3 separate regions of the Mus musculus genome follow, and regions 1 and 2 are each linked to region 3. Evidence: chromatin contacts called from public capture Hi-C data. All regions are on one chromosome and are shown on one strand. Each heading gives the region's core, a stretch centred on a gene start, on an enhancer-like site or on the middle of the called end of the contact. The rest is flanking DNA. Distances are from core to core; before and after follow the strand shown.

Region 1 (4,667 bases), core at 2,157-4,656, 190 kb before region 3:
GGGTCCCTATCCTGTTCCTAATGACAAGCTTGAAATAAGGAGCACTTGGATAGCCATGAAGTGGGAGTGTGGGTGTAGGAACAGGTCCGTTTATGTGCCACGTGGGCTGTAAGCTGAGTGACCTTAAATAAGGCCCCATCCCCACTGTGTTCATCTGAAAACTGAGGCCTTTGGTCCCTGCTCTGCTGGGAACCCTTGAGGTTACTGGGTGGGCAACATTCTCCCACGTTCAGATCATTCCAGAATCCTGATGATGCCTATAATCTTTGCCCCGCCCCCTTCAGCTTCCACATTCTACTCTGAGAGACAAAGGAGAAGAGGGGATGGGGGTCCCACTTTCCATCCCTGTAGCCCCTGTTAATGTTTAAGAGTGGTTCAAAGTCCAGGTGGCCTCGGCTGAGGTCCCTGTGTTTGCTCTGGTTAATAATCTCAGGAGTGCAAACATCTGCAGCAAGGACAGAGAGCAGCCCTCTTAGTCATTCAGGCTTCCTCTCCCACCCCACCTTAGCCCGTGGGCATGTTGTGCACCCGGTAAATCAGCAATCTGAGCCATCCTCCCAGCTCCTCCTCACCCAAGCATGTTGTCAAATGAGTATATGGGCTTGTCCCCAATAGTCTGAGATCAGAGCTGGGGTCCCCTCAAGTGCCCTAGGCTTTCCAGCCTGCCAGCAAGTTCAGAAAGGTCATTTGGGAGAGGCTAGAGAGATGGCTCAGCAGTAGCACTGGCTGCTCTTCCAGTGACCTCAGGTTCAATTCCCAGCAACCACATGGCAACTCACAATTGTCTGTAACTCCAGTCCCAGGGCTTCTGACCCTCACACAGATGTGCATGCAGGCAAAACACCAATGAACATAAAATATAAAGAAATTATATGTACGTGAGAGGTCATTTTGGTGCAATACATGTAGCCCAGGTAGTGGGACAGACCCTGGAGTGCCCATGGACATTCACAGAATGTTTTCAAGTGTGTCCTCAAGTGATCCAAATGGCAACTGCTCTGTTCTCTAGTTTATAGATTACAGAAGAAAAAGGCTGTTCCCAAGCTCCCACAGAACAGAGTCAATATGCTCAGTTTCTTCTTCTTCTTCTTCTTCTTCTTCTTCTTCTTCTTCTTCTTCTTCTTCTTCTTCTTCTTCTTCTTCTTCTTCTCCTCCTCCTCCTCCTCCTCTCCTCTTCCTCATCCTCTTCCTCCTCCTCCTCCTCCTCCTCCTCCTCCTCCTCCTCTTCTTCTTCTTCTTCTTCTTCTTCTTCTTCTTCTTCTTCTTCTTCTTCTTCTTCTTCTTCTTCTTCTTCTTCTTCTTCTTCTCTTTCTCCTTCTCCTCTTTCTCCTCCTCATCCTCCTCCTTCTTTTTCTCCTCTTCCTCCTCCCCTTTCTCTTCCTCTTCCTCCTCCTCCTTCCTCCTCTCCCCTCCCTCTCTCTCCATCACCTTATGCCTACCATTAGCCAACCATGAAAGGCTGAGAGACTGTACTGCTGAGATGGATCAGTGGGTAAGGTGCTTGCTGCCAGCCCTGTCTGTCTGAGTTCCATCCCTGGAACCCACATGGTGGAAGGAGAGAAGTGACTCCTTCAAGTTGTCCTCTGACCTCCACAAGCACCCCCACTATAGTGCATGTGTTGTGGCACATGTATTCCTGCAGAAACTATTCCCACAAACAAATAAATGTTATTTTTATATATTAAAAAATGTCTGAGAATCAAGAACACAAAAGAAGGCAACTATGCCAGAAAGTTAAGCCAAGACAGTTGCTGTGTTGAAATGTGTATGGAGGTTTTGTGCTTCCTGGCAGCCAGAGCAAAAAAGGAAATTCCATCCGTGGCCAAGCTGTCTGTTATGGTGCATGGGAAACCCTCTCATTTACAGACAGACACACATGTGCTCTGGATACCAGCAAAAGGGAACTGTGTCTGCTGGGTCTCACAGAAGGAGCATGGTACACTGACTGTGGAACAGACCCCCTGTTTCTTCCACGTGCAGGACCCTGGCTCTCTGGTCTCAGCTCTAACAGGGATTGCCTGCTATATGAAGGAGTGTGCCGTGAGGGAATCAGGGAGGAGGAAGGACAATGGCTGGAACCCCTGGAGGAGAGAGAAGAGAGTGGAGAGGGATCATAGCACCATGGACGGGAGGAGCTCTGATGCAAACAGATGTGGGTTTAAAAATCTCCCATTAGAGTATATAAATCTAGAGGCTAGGGATGTTGCTCAATTGGTAGCGCTCTTGTCCAACATGCAGGAAGCCCTAGGTTTAACTCCCCCCACCCCCACCCCCCACCCCCCAGCATAAACCAGGTGTAGCTGTAGTTCATGCCTGTAATTCTAGAACTCATGAGGAGGGTCAGATATTCAAGGCAGAGCTGGCTACAAATCCAGTACAAGGGCAGCCTAGAGCTATATAAGACACTGTCTCAAAAAAAAAAAAATGTTGCAGGTTTTAAATCAAAATGTTACTGTGTTACCTTCTTTAGGCGCTGTTATAAAAAACCCTAAATCATTAGGAATGATACAAAGTGTGTCCTCTCTCCAAACTTCCTTGAACTGGTTTAGTCTAAAAGTATCATCCTGTTGATGGTTCTGGAGCAACTGGAGCGACAGGAACATATATCTTACGGAGGTCACAATGACCCTTCAACTCTTACCACACCCTAAGAACAATGCTGTTGCCTGTTGGCATTCACCCCTTCAACCTTCACCCCAAAGCTAGGATCCAGGTACTTGTGTTAACAGCGTTTATTGGTGAAGAAATGAGCACAGAGGGCTCAGCATTCTTTTCAAGCGCACACAGCAGGAAGACCACAGGAAGCTGCCTGGCTTTGGAGGCTCTGTTCCCTTTCTTACGGTGGAGCCCTAGTGGGTCTTGTCAATCCAGGAGAGTGAAAACTTATATCAGTGAAAGGCATCTGCACATGCTTCTGAGGTGAGCCTGGGGGTTCATCTGGGTACTGATGGTTTCACTGTGGGAAACCAGTGTGGCTCGGTGAAGGGATAGCATCTCTCCCTGTCCTGATTATCTTAATGGCTATGAGAGGTTGGAGACCAGAGGGAGAGTCTTGGGAGGAAGGATGCTTTGCTCTATAGCCAACTTCCCTGGGCCTTAGTTTTGTTATATGAGAAAGAAGCCAGAACCAGGCTACCTGTATCTTCTGAGATCTTGGGGGAAGAACTGGAGGGACAGGCCAGACACTGCCTGACTGCCCCATCCCCTGTTCTCCCTGGGGAAAGTTGACCTTTAATGAAACCTTTCTAGGGTCTGAACTCTATTGTGCTTGGTCAACGTCCCTTCAGAGTCAGTAACCATGGCTTCCTGTCCACAGAGTTGGACCTGGGCTGGGCTGTAGGGATCGATTAGAGCTGGCCCAAGACCCTGATTGGCCTTGGCTGAGCAAAGCAAACACCAAGGTCATCATTTGCCTCCGGATCCTTCCCCAGCCTCAGTTTGTAGCTGCCACTGCCGGGGAAGTAATCCCTGCTCCCACACTGAGCTGTGAGAGAGACATCAAAGACCAAAGACCACAGAGCCATGCAGGGTCTCAGGACCCTGTTCCTGCTGCTGACTGCCTGCCTCGCTTCGAGGGCTGACCCTGCGTCAACACTGCCAGATATCCAGGTTCAGGAGAACTTCAGTGAGTCCCGGGTAAGGCTGGCCTCTCTGGCAGAGGTGATCACAGTGGTGGTATGCCCATGCTCCTGGGCCTTGCCAGCTAAGGCCTGCCTGTCCTGTCTTGGGAGTACTCATCTTTCCTATCTTGTAGATGGCATCTCAATCTCTAGGAGACTTTCCTGGCCAGGCTGTTAGGTTATTCTGAGATTCTCTGAAGATACAGCTCCCTCACCTGCCATTCATTCTTTGGGGCCCCCTGTAAGCCTAGTGCCTTCCAAATCTGCGCTGTCCTCATGGGTCCCCAGAGGAATCCACATATGGCAGGTGGCATAGGGTGGACATGAACCTGTGAGCTTTGTGGACAGGCTTGTGGGATTGTGTGAGGAAGAGAGGTAGGACACTGGTTGATGGGATTGGGGAAATTACGAAGTGTGAGTCTAAGGGCACCTTGGCCTGTGGCAGACATGTCACTATGTGTCTATGCATATGTGTCTATGTGCAAATATTTTTGTTTGCATACACATGCCCTTGCATGTACGTGTGTGTGTGTTGTAGAGTTACATGCTTCCTTCCTTCCTTCCTTCCTTCCTTCCTTTCTTTCTTTCTTTCTTTCTTTCTTTCTTTCTTTCTTTCTTTCTTTCTTTCTTTCTTTCTTTCTTAACAAAGCAACCCCAGCTTTGTCCTGAATCATAAAATTGTCTGTGTAGGGACCCTGTCCACCTCAACGCTGTCTCCATGATCTATCTGAGGGGTTTTCAGAACACTCCCGGTGATTTTCTATACCTTAGGACAAGGAACAGGTGTGCTGGAGGTCCAGGGGCTGGAAGGTCAGCTCTATCTGACTGCTGTCAAGAGGAAGAGGTGGTTGACTGGTCCCAGAAGGTCCCACCAGGTTTGTAGGGTCTCCATGGCACTTCCGCTGGCTGCCTCACAAGGTGGCAGACACTGCCATGAAAGGTGTAAAACCCAAGCTTCATTTTCCAAGGCAGCGATAGCTGGTGACCTCAGAATATGCAACCTGGACTCTACCTACTCACAGGGGCATCTCAGACACTTTACTTCTG
Region 2 (4,866 bases), core at 367-2,866, 250 kb before region 3:
ACGGCCAGAAGGGCAGGCAGGCTTTGGTACTGCTTGCCTTCCTCAAACTTTGGCCCCGTTGAGGCAGGGGGTGCTCTTTGGCACCACCACACTGCCCAACCGCTGGCATCTGCCCTGGCACAGGGTCTCCCGGAGAAAATGAGTCACCAATGTGCTCACTAGTGCCCTGTGTATACGAATGCGTGTGGTGGGGGGTGTGGGGGAATCTCAAACAGCCAGCTTTTTCCAAGACATGGAAAAGAAGGGGGGCGCCTCATCACCCTGGCTCCAGCTCAAAGGGGCGTTTCTTGAGAGGGTGGGCGGTACTATAACTCTGGCCAACCTCTTCTGGGAGCCCTAGAGTACCAGCAAGATGGAAAGGCAAGCCTTGTGCCTGAGATATAGTCCACAGGGCCCCTCTGGACCGCGTTCTCCCACACACACCCACACATAGTGACTGAATCCCTCACTCTTACAACTTCTGCACAAGCTGGGAATCCCAACTGTGGGGTGCCCCTGTGTGCGGGGGCCCCGCCCTGGAGATTCCCGGCCCCTCTCTGGCCACGGTTCCCTCATCTGTACAAGGAGGTTGGACTTGGTGATCTCCCAGGGCCTTTCCGCTCCCACAAGCTGGCTCTCACCCCTTGCTTACTCAGGAGAGGGACAGGAACTGCAGGCTTCCCGGGAGAAGCTGGGAAGTTTGAGGTACGCAGACCCAAGAAGACACATTCACACAGGCAGAGAGGTTAGGAAATGCAGGAACGTGCAGAACCCGAGGCCGAGCCAGGAACAGACACCCGGACCTGACGACCGACAAACTTGATTCACAGGACAGTGGAACTAAAGCCATGCAAGCCCGCGACCTGCAGACACCGAGACTCCCTCCTCCGGCCCCTGCCCCCTGCCTGCCACTCTGAGCACTGCCACTAGACCCCTCTTGGGATCGCTGGTCTGGCTCTGCGCGGACCCTCCCTTGCTGGTCCTAGTCTCAAAAGAGCTCGGCCTGGGGTGCACAGCCCCTGTTAACCCCTGGCGTCCCGCCTGGCGGGAAGCTACAGGAAGCTGACGTTACTCTGCGAGCGTCTGGTGCGGCAGGGAACCCCAGACTCTTGTGCACATCCGAGGTTCAGGAAGCTGAATCGGGGGCAACCCTGGGATTGTACTCACCCCCCGGGTCCTGACGCCGCTGTGCCTCGGGCCCCCCGCGCGAATCCCGTGCCCATGGCAGGCCCCTACTTCATGCTGCGGAGCCCGGGGGGCAAGTGTGGGCGCGCCCCATGGGGCCGCCAGCCCCCCGCCGCGCCGCGCCAGGCCGGCTCAAAGCGCGCTGCCGGCGCACCCCCAGCCCAGTCCTGCGCCCAGGGGCGCCGGAGCAGACGGACAGCACGGCCCCAGCCCGGCGGTCGCCCGCGCCAGGCCCATGGTCCCAGGACTGCCGGAGCCGCGCTCGCCCCTGCCTCGCTCTTTTTCTGCTTCCACCGAAAAGGAAGAAGCAAGAAAAGGCAGGGAGAGAGAGATGATCAAACTTTTGGAGGCGGGCCGCTAGCGGTCTCTGGAGGCAGAGCAAGGCCGGGAGAGCGCGCGCGGAGGGCGGTGGAAGCTGCCTCCCCGCCGGCCTGGGGGAGGAGAGGAAAAGGAAGGATTTGGGGGAAATGAAGGCGATTTAAAGTCTCGGCCCGCCGCAGCTCTCCACCTTCTTCTCCTCCCCGCGCCGGGCCGCCCTCTGCTGCCAACTGCTGCCCCCTGCCGGACGCAGCAAGGGATGCAGCATCGGTTGCCTCGCGCGACCGTCCACCTATCCATCCTGAGGGGGACATCCCACCCCCAGATCTCAAAACAGACTCATGAAAAAGAACCTCCTCCTGGCTACTCATGGATCTATCACAATTGAGATTAGGAATTTACGATTAATGACACTAAGGATCCTCGATAGCGGGCGGTGGGGGAGGAAGGGGGAAAATTCTACTCCTGAGAGGATCCTAGAGATGCAGAAACACAGTTGGGACCTTGACTTGGCATCTACATTTCCACGACAACCATCTGTCTTAACTCCCAACTCTTAGCAGAAACTCTTGCACCCTAGAGCTCCGTGGAAGACCGCTGTGGGTAAGCGTGCTGAATGTGTTCGGCCTTTCTGCATTTTCTCCGACCAGAGACTCCCCGGAATCCCACGCGGCACCCTCTGACACCCAGGCAGATTCTCAAACTCACGAGCACGGCTCAGCCCTGAGACTAAATCTCTAGCTTCTGGCCTCTACAAGGCGATTCATACCACACTCCCGCACACACACTCCCGCAGGCACACTCCAAACACTCACACTCATTCACACGCAGACACAGCCACGCACTGTACTGAACTTCCGCGAAACACCTTTGGATGTCTGGATTCCTGGCGATCTCAGACGCTACGCTCCCAGAGGCAGCCACCCGAGTGCTCACACCCGCACAAAATGCACATGCACAGCGCACACACTCCCACATGCACAGTCCATGCAGCTCCCCGAGTGCACACTCCCCGCTTGCACACGACCCTCTGCGAATGGCAACCACAGGCGTGCATACAGGACCTGCACCCTCTATTGCACATGCATCCACCTTTGCGCACTCCAAACGCCCAGAGCTCCGTGAGTCCCAGGGCACTTACTGGGTCCCCAAGTGTGACGCTGGCCGGTCGGTTCTTAGGCGGGTGCCTAACGGCATCTGTGGTCATGGGTCCCCGCAGCCCCGGGCGCGGGGGCGGGGGTGCAGTCCCCTTCCCTAAAGGCGCACAGGGCGCGACGGCGCCGGGAGGAGCATGGGAGCGCGGGCCTGCGCCACCGGCCCGGTCCCCCTGCGCTGCAGCCGCGGCCACTCCGCGTGCTCCGGCTCCAGCTCGAGCTCCGGGTGCGGGGGGTGGCTCATAGGTGCTGAGGCCGCGACAGACGCCGGCCCTTTTGAAGTCTCCGCTGGGGGCGGAGAGGGGGGCGCTGAAGGCGGCCTTTTAAATCGAGGCTGCACGCGGGCACCGTCAAGCAAGGTGTCTGGTTTCAGCAAACTTTCGGAAAAGTCCCAAGTCGGAGTGGGGGAGGGCTCCGCCGAGCTGTACGAGGCATCCTGCAGGGGGCAGAGCACCCGGGGCTGCTGGGGCCCCCCGCGCACCCCCCCCCCCCCCGCCTCCAGTCTGAGTGCTTCACCTTCCTTCACAAGAACACCCGATGCTCTGCACTGATTGCCCGTGTCTGTGCCTGAGAAAGGGCCGCGGGTCTTTCTCGAATTTTCCTAAGTTCACAGCTTCGAAGGTAAAGTATTCCCTGCCCAATCACAGCTGCTGTGTGTTTCTGAGCTGCATACTTTGTGCCAGGCACATCCTGTCTTTATTTACATTTTTTTGGTATTTCGTTCATGGGTTGTTTTTTTTTTTTTTTTCCTTCTTTTTTATTTTTTGCCTTAGAGGCTTTTAAAGGCATTGCATTTAAGTGTTGGGTATCTCTCTTACTTTGTTTGGCACTCTTCGATATTTATCTCCATTACTGAGGGACTTGGTGACCAGTAATATTTTGCATCTTTTCTCTTCCACACTGAGGGCCTCTATGCTACAGGAAAAGAGATATGCGATTATCTACGCTGGAGAGAAGGTTGATCACGCTGGTAAGTGGTACAAGGGCCACTGAACTCAGTGCCAGACTCTCAAGACTTGTGTCACTTCTTCCTTCTTGCTTCTTCCTTCTTGCCCATTGCTGCTGTCAAACATTCCTTTGTCCTTCTTCAGCACTCACCTGATGTAGCTGCTCCACTCACAGCCACACTTATCCGCACATCACAGTGCTGTCACTGTCCTGATGCCTCTATAACCCCATCGCCAGCCTGGAATCTGGGACATAATCAGTGCTCCAAATATTCCAGCCCAAAGAAGCTGTAAAACAAAAGGGGGATAGGGCTCCTACAGTATGCAAGCCTCTGCTTGGGAAGTGAGCCACTGTTAATGGATAGGGACAAAGAAATTACACGTGATTCTGAACACATATAAACTGTAACACAAATCAGAAAGAGCAACTTAGGGTAGAGAGGCACATCTGGATGGGTGACTCCACTCTCACTTTATCATGAACTATTCCTGTTCTTGTCCTCTGCCAATAGTACAAAGATAACAGAGATAATAAAGGAAGACTGTGATAGGGGCTTTTAACGAAACACATGGATCAATCGAATTGTCAAGCTGACTCAGAGGATAACTAGAATCCCAGGAATGTACCCAGGAGGAGGTGGTGTTTAGAACCTGAAGGATGTTAGCTATGCCTATAGCTGTGGAGAAAGGATATCTTCCATGGAAGAATCATAGGAACGTATGGTGGGTTGCAGACTGGCCTTGAAAACTGTGTGTGGCAAAGAAAATAAAGTCTCCAGGTCTCTCCCCTGTGAGGACGCAGGTGTCCAGGCAAGAAGACACTTCCTCAAAGATAGCTCACTGACCAGTGGTGGCACCAAAGCCTTTCCAAGTCTCCCCTATGTGGTCTTTAAATACAGTGCTAGTGTCAAGAACCTAACAGCCCCAAAGACACATAGGAAACTATTGGAGGTCTCAAAAGATTGAAATGTGTCCATCCGGGCTTCACTGTGCCTATGCAGAATGTAGGTTCATGGAGCTCAATCTTCCCGAGGTCTTTTGCACTAGGGCAGATCTGACTGCTTCTCTGCCTTAGACTCAGTTCAGTAAATGGCAGTAAGGGCCTGCTGAACTTTGCTGAGTAGCCTGTAGGCTTCTGGGAGCCACAGTCGTCTGGAAGAGGCATGGAAGGGCACTGGCACTGAGACCAACAGAGAAGAGACCCTGCTTCTTCATTCATTCTGCCACACAGGCGAGTGACATACAGCCGGTGACTAGGTATGCACTACTGAGTGCCAAAGACA
Region 3 (4,490 bases), core at 793-3,292:
TCAGAATTTTCATCTCTGCCATTCTCTCTCCCACCTTTTTTTCTTACTGGGTCAGTAAAATTTGTGGAATTTTCTGTTGTTGTTACAAATCCCCTCCCTTCAAAACACACACACACACAATCTTCAAATGATCAAGGCTAATGGATTTCTTCTCTTTTGACAGCAATAAAAAAAATTTGAAAAATGCAAAATATTAATGAATTATCCAACCCCACATCACAAAGAAACCTGAAGCCAACCTGAATTTTTAAAAAAGGAACTGATGATAATACTCTAATTGGACTAGAAAACAAAATTGAGAAAGACAAATTCTCCTCTTTAACAAGGATTTTTTTTAATCCTTATCTCCATCAATTGATTCACTTGTGTGTCGTAAAAAAAAATGGGCTTCTGTGAATCCACTGTTAGTTTTTCATAATAATGTTAATTATGCATATCTTATTTTAATGGCGGCCTCTCCTACAATTCTGTGGGCTACTCAGTTTGCACAATATATGAATTGACATTTTTCTCCATTGAATATTGCTCAAGAAAAGGTCCCTGACATTTTCTAGATAAAACAACAACAAAACAAGAAATGCCTAGACCTTGCAGCAAACAAAATCAGGAAACAGTCATAATTATTCCATCAAAGCAAAACACACACACAACACACACAACACACACATACACACACACAACATAACAAAAAACAGAAAAAAGACCGGCAGGATTTCACTCTAACTTTTCCAATTTCTGTTTTTCTTTAAAATCTCAGGAGTTAAATGCAGTAAAATGTAAATGTAAAAATTTAAACCTACAATTTTTGGGTGTGTCCAAAGCCAACATTTTAGGATCTATTTTCTCTCCTAAATCCTTCTTTCTTGGAAATGGAAAAACTTTGAACGCTGCCAAATGGCAAAATTAGTCATTTTTGCCTACGGAGCAAAACAAGCCGCAAATTATAATGAAACACAATTTCTAATTGCTTCATAAAGCCAATTCTCCCAGCTTTCCCTAAACTGAACTATTTCCCCCCTTTTCTCATTCCAATTACTATTTTTTTTTTACTCAAATTAAAATAACTTAGGTACCTAAACTGCCTTTGCTTTTAGGAGGTATTTTTGCTTTCTCCCCTTCAAGAATTGAATTCATTCAAATTCCAGCTTAATTTTCATTTACATATTATCTGGATTTGGCTTCAGAAATAAAATTGTCTCCATGTCCTTTCAATGATCAAAGTGAAAATTTTCACTCCAAAAAAGATAGAAAAAAAGAATCTTTCCCACATCCACCAGTTTGTAGATGAAACTTTGGAATAAATAAGAAATAAAAAATATTTCTTTTCAATTTTAATTTCTTTTTTTTTTTATTTACAAAATAGTATCCTCTAGGTGGCGTCGTTTTAATGGGAAAAAACTACCGTTTGAAGAAAAATTAGAAAAAAAAATTGAGAGAAGGAAATATGGCCTTAAAAAAAAAAAAAAAAAAAAAAAAAAGATTGTTGCAAAGATTGGGGGCCTGGAAGGAAAGCTCTCCTGGGGGTCACCAAGGACCATGAGAGCAGAGAGGGTCAAGGGGAAATTGCAAATTTCGGGGGAGGGGGAGATCTGGAAGAAGGTTGCATTTTCGCAAAATCTGAATTGTCCAAACTGCAATGGCTGCTCCGTGCTCTCGCCGCTTTGTTTCTGGGCTCCGGTCCGAGCTGGGGGCCGCGGGGGGCGGCGGGGGACGCCGGGTGAGGGGTCCCCATTAGCCTCGGCCGCCGCCCCCGCGTCGCCCGCGCCCCGCAGCGTCCCGGGGGGCCGCTCCCGCACCCCGGCCGCCCGGCCCCACTCCGGATCCCCCCGCCGGCGCCCGCGCTCGCCATCCCGCGGGGCTGCTGCGGCCCCCGCCCTGGCCCCCGCCCCGGCCCCGCGTTACCTGCGGAGCTGCCGCGCCGTCCGGCTGGCTCATCGGTCCGTGCGGGAGGAGGCGGCCCCGGCGCGTCCTGCTCCTCCCGGGCCGGGCTGCGCCGCGCGCACAATGCCGCTGCCACCGCCGCCGCCGCCGCCGCCGCTGCTGCCGCTCCCTCCTCCGCCCGCCCCGCGCGGGCCGGGGGGCGGGGGCCGGGGGCGCCGGGGGGGACCGCCGCGGGGACCGCAGATCGCCCCGCCGGCCCGCGCCCGCCGCGCTGCACCGCGCCCCGCACCGCCCCCGCCGGCCTCCGAGCCGCTGCGGGCCCCCGGCCTCTCCTCGGCCTCCGCCGCGGGCCTCCGCGACGCCCCACGCCTCACACAAAGCCGCCGGTCCCCCGCGCCGCCGGCGGCCCCCCAAACTTTCCCGCGCCAGCCTCGCGCGCGGGGCATTTGCTCGCGTGGGGCGGAGGTGGGGGCACAGAAAAGTTTTGGGGAGCGGCCTCTGGTGGGACAGAAGGGGTTAATGGGAACGCCTCTCCCCTCCCCACAAGCTCTCCCCCCCCCCCAAATCAGATCGATTTTTTTTTTAAATAAAAGTTTTGAGGAACGAAACTGGAAAGCTTCCTGGGAATATTCGGTAGCCTAGGCTATACCTAGCTCCCCCCTCCCCGTCCTCGCAGATAAGTTTGAGAACTGAGGGCCAAGGGGACCCTCTCTAACCCCCATCAAGTCTGAATATAAATTTACTATTTGAGGAGCCTCTCTTCTGTTTGATGTCAGTGAAGTCACTTTTTTACCCTCCCCCGCCAAAAAAAGTAAAAGTATTAAAAAAAAAAAAAAAACACAAAACCTGACCCTATGGAAGGAGATGTTGAAGGTTGAACAAGGGTCAGCCCCTCCCCCCCCCCCCCCCCCCAGTTAGAAAAGGAAAATTTTGACTTATCCCTCTTACTTGAACTGAAAGGTTAAAGAGGCCTGCTCTTTCAAAAGTCCTAAACTATAAAAATACAAAATGTTTCTTATATGAGAGCTTCCTCTTTATGACTTAGGAAGACTTAAGGGTTTGTTTCTGTCCTCCTACTCCCAAAATAGACTTAAAAATAATAAATCAGAAAGACCTGGCCTATATGAAAACTAGAGAGACCCCTGGATTCTTCTCCCACAGCTAGTTGAGTTTTAGAATAAGAAGTTGAAGAATTGCCATGTATCAGATGAGAAAGGAACCAATGTGTTTCCTTACCCTTCCCTTGAGAAAAAAAAAATAAGGATAGGATTGTTTTATGGAAATTAAGGCTAGTTAAACGGGTGCTTTTTCTGACTCCACCTTAAGAAAACATGTGTAGGAGCTTTTTAAAGTTTAAAGAGCAAACTCCTCTAAACAGAAAGGGCTCTAGAACTGTCCGTCCCCTTAGAACCCTTCTTCTTCCTTCAAGTTAGTTTTTAAAGACACCACTCTCCTGGAAGAATCAGTCTGTGGGAATTTGGCCCTCCGTAGAAGAAAAACAGTGAAGAACCCCACTTTTCAAACCCCAGCCTGGTAAATACATAAGAAGTTAAGCAGCATCTTCCAGTTACATCTGGAAACCTCTAAAGTCAGTGATTGATTTGAGATTTAAAAGTACCCATTTCTTTTTCCCCTGCTTATCGCGTATGTTCTTGGAAGAGATCTGGCAGCATCTTCCAAGGCCCGTGTGGATCAAGTGGGAAGCAGAGCTGGCAGTTGGGCAAGCCTGGCAAAGCTCTGCCTGCTTGCCTCACCTCCTCCTAGATACTAGAGCCTTAAACTGTTTTCAGAGTATCTGCCTCCTGGCCAGGCCTGCTCCTCTGCCCAAGCTAAGGCTGATAGGATTCCCTGGAATGGTAAGGAAGGAGATCAACGCAGTGGGATGGTTATCAAGAGAAAAGCCCTTCTTTGAGAGTCAGGAAAGGGGGGTACAGTAACTGTTCACTGAGCAGTTACTGTATATATATGGGAGGGGGGGCAGATAAACTGTCAAGAAGAGCTTGCCCTAGCCCTTCTCAAATTTGAACCACCCAGATTGGCTGGTCTCACCCTGGAGTTCTTACTTCATTCTGTTGAGGTAAGGAACTGATAGTTTACATTTCCATCAAGTGTCCCGGCAGCTGCTTCCCTAAAAACATCCTCTTGCAAACCACTGTAGTACCTGAACAAGGTAAAGAGGAAGGGCCTGGTCCACTCCAGGAGCACAGCAATGATTCCAAGTTATACCTGATTGGCTGGTGATTCTCCCTGCAGGATCTTCGTCAGATAGAGGGGATAGCAGGAGTTTGAGTTCCCAGGTCCTTAAGTCATAGTTTTAGGGATCCAGAAAATAACCACTAAACAAAACTTTACCTACATGTCCATTTGAACGGAGAAAGTATCTTCCCAAAAGGGAGTGCTAGACTGCCTGTCACCTCTAGCCTGTGAAATCCCATGGTCCTATGCAGCCTTTTCTTTCCAGAATCATTGCAAATACCTTCTGCCTCTCCATAACCCAGAGATTAGATGACCTGAACATTCTGTCAGCGCATTTGACAGAGAGCCCCCCTCAACCCCAGTATTCAGCAACAATGTATATTCAGCAACAATGTATAAAGACGCTTCCCCCT

Evidence for each region. Capture Hi-C pulls out chosen DNA fragments and counts their contacts.
Region 1: a capture Hi-C map of embryonic stem cells shows a contact between it and region 3, with 2.4 times the contacts expected there. The contact joins the promoter of Ambp here to the promoter of Zfp618 in region 3. A contact is called at or near these places in 3 of 39 promoter capture datasets (cranial neural crest, liver and stem cell-derived epiblast-like cells), 2 of 115 datasets of contacts at active chromatin or transcription factors (bone marrow-derived macrophages and extraembryonic endoderm stem cells) and 3 of 9 other capture datasets (adipose tissue, embryonic stem cells and pancreatic islet).
Region 2: a contact with region 3 is called in a capture Hi-C map of embryonic stem cells, with 2.5 times the contacts expected there. The contact joins the promoter of Col27a1 here to the promoter of Zfp618 in region 3. A contact is called at or near these places in 2 of 484 Hi-C or Micro-C datasets (both in embryonic stem cells), 1 of 115 datasets of contacts at active chromatin or transcription factors (embryonic stem cells) and 1 of 9 other capture datasets (embryonic stem cells).

The regions. Positions count from the first base shown.
Region 1 is chr4:63,152,911-63,157,577 of GRCm38.p6, reverse strand. It overlaps Ambp (alpha 1 microglobulin/bikunin precursor), which reads left to right and starts at 3,406. Exons shown (of 10, transcript NM_007443.4): 1 at 3,406-3,636. The coding sequence starts at 3,523.
Region 2 is chr4:63,212,162-63,217,027 of GRCm38.p6, reverse strand. It overlaps Col27a1 (collagen, type XXVII, alpha 1), which reads right to left and starts at 1,616. Exons shown (of 61, transcript NM_025685.3): 1 at 1,147-1,616. The coding sequence starts at 1,202.
Region 3 is chr4:62,963,119-62,967,608 of GRCm38.p6, reverse strand. It overlaps Zfp618 (zinc finger protein 618), which reads right to left and starts at 2,042. Exons shown (of 15, transcript NM_028327.1): 1 at 1,903-2,042. The coding sequence starts at 1,935.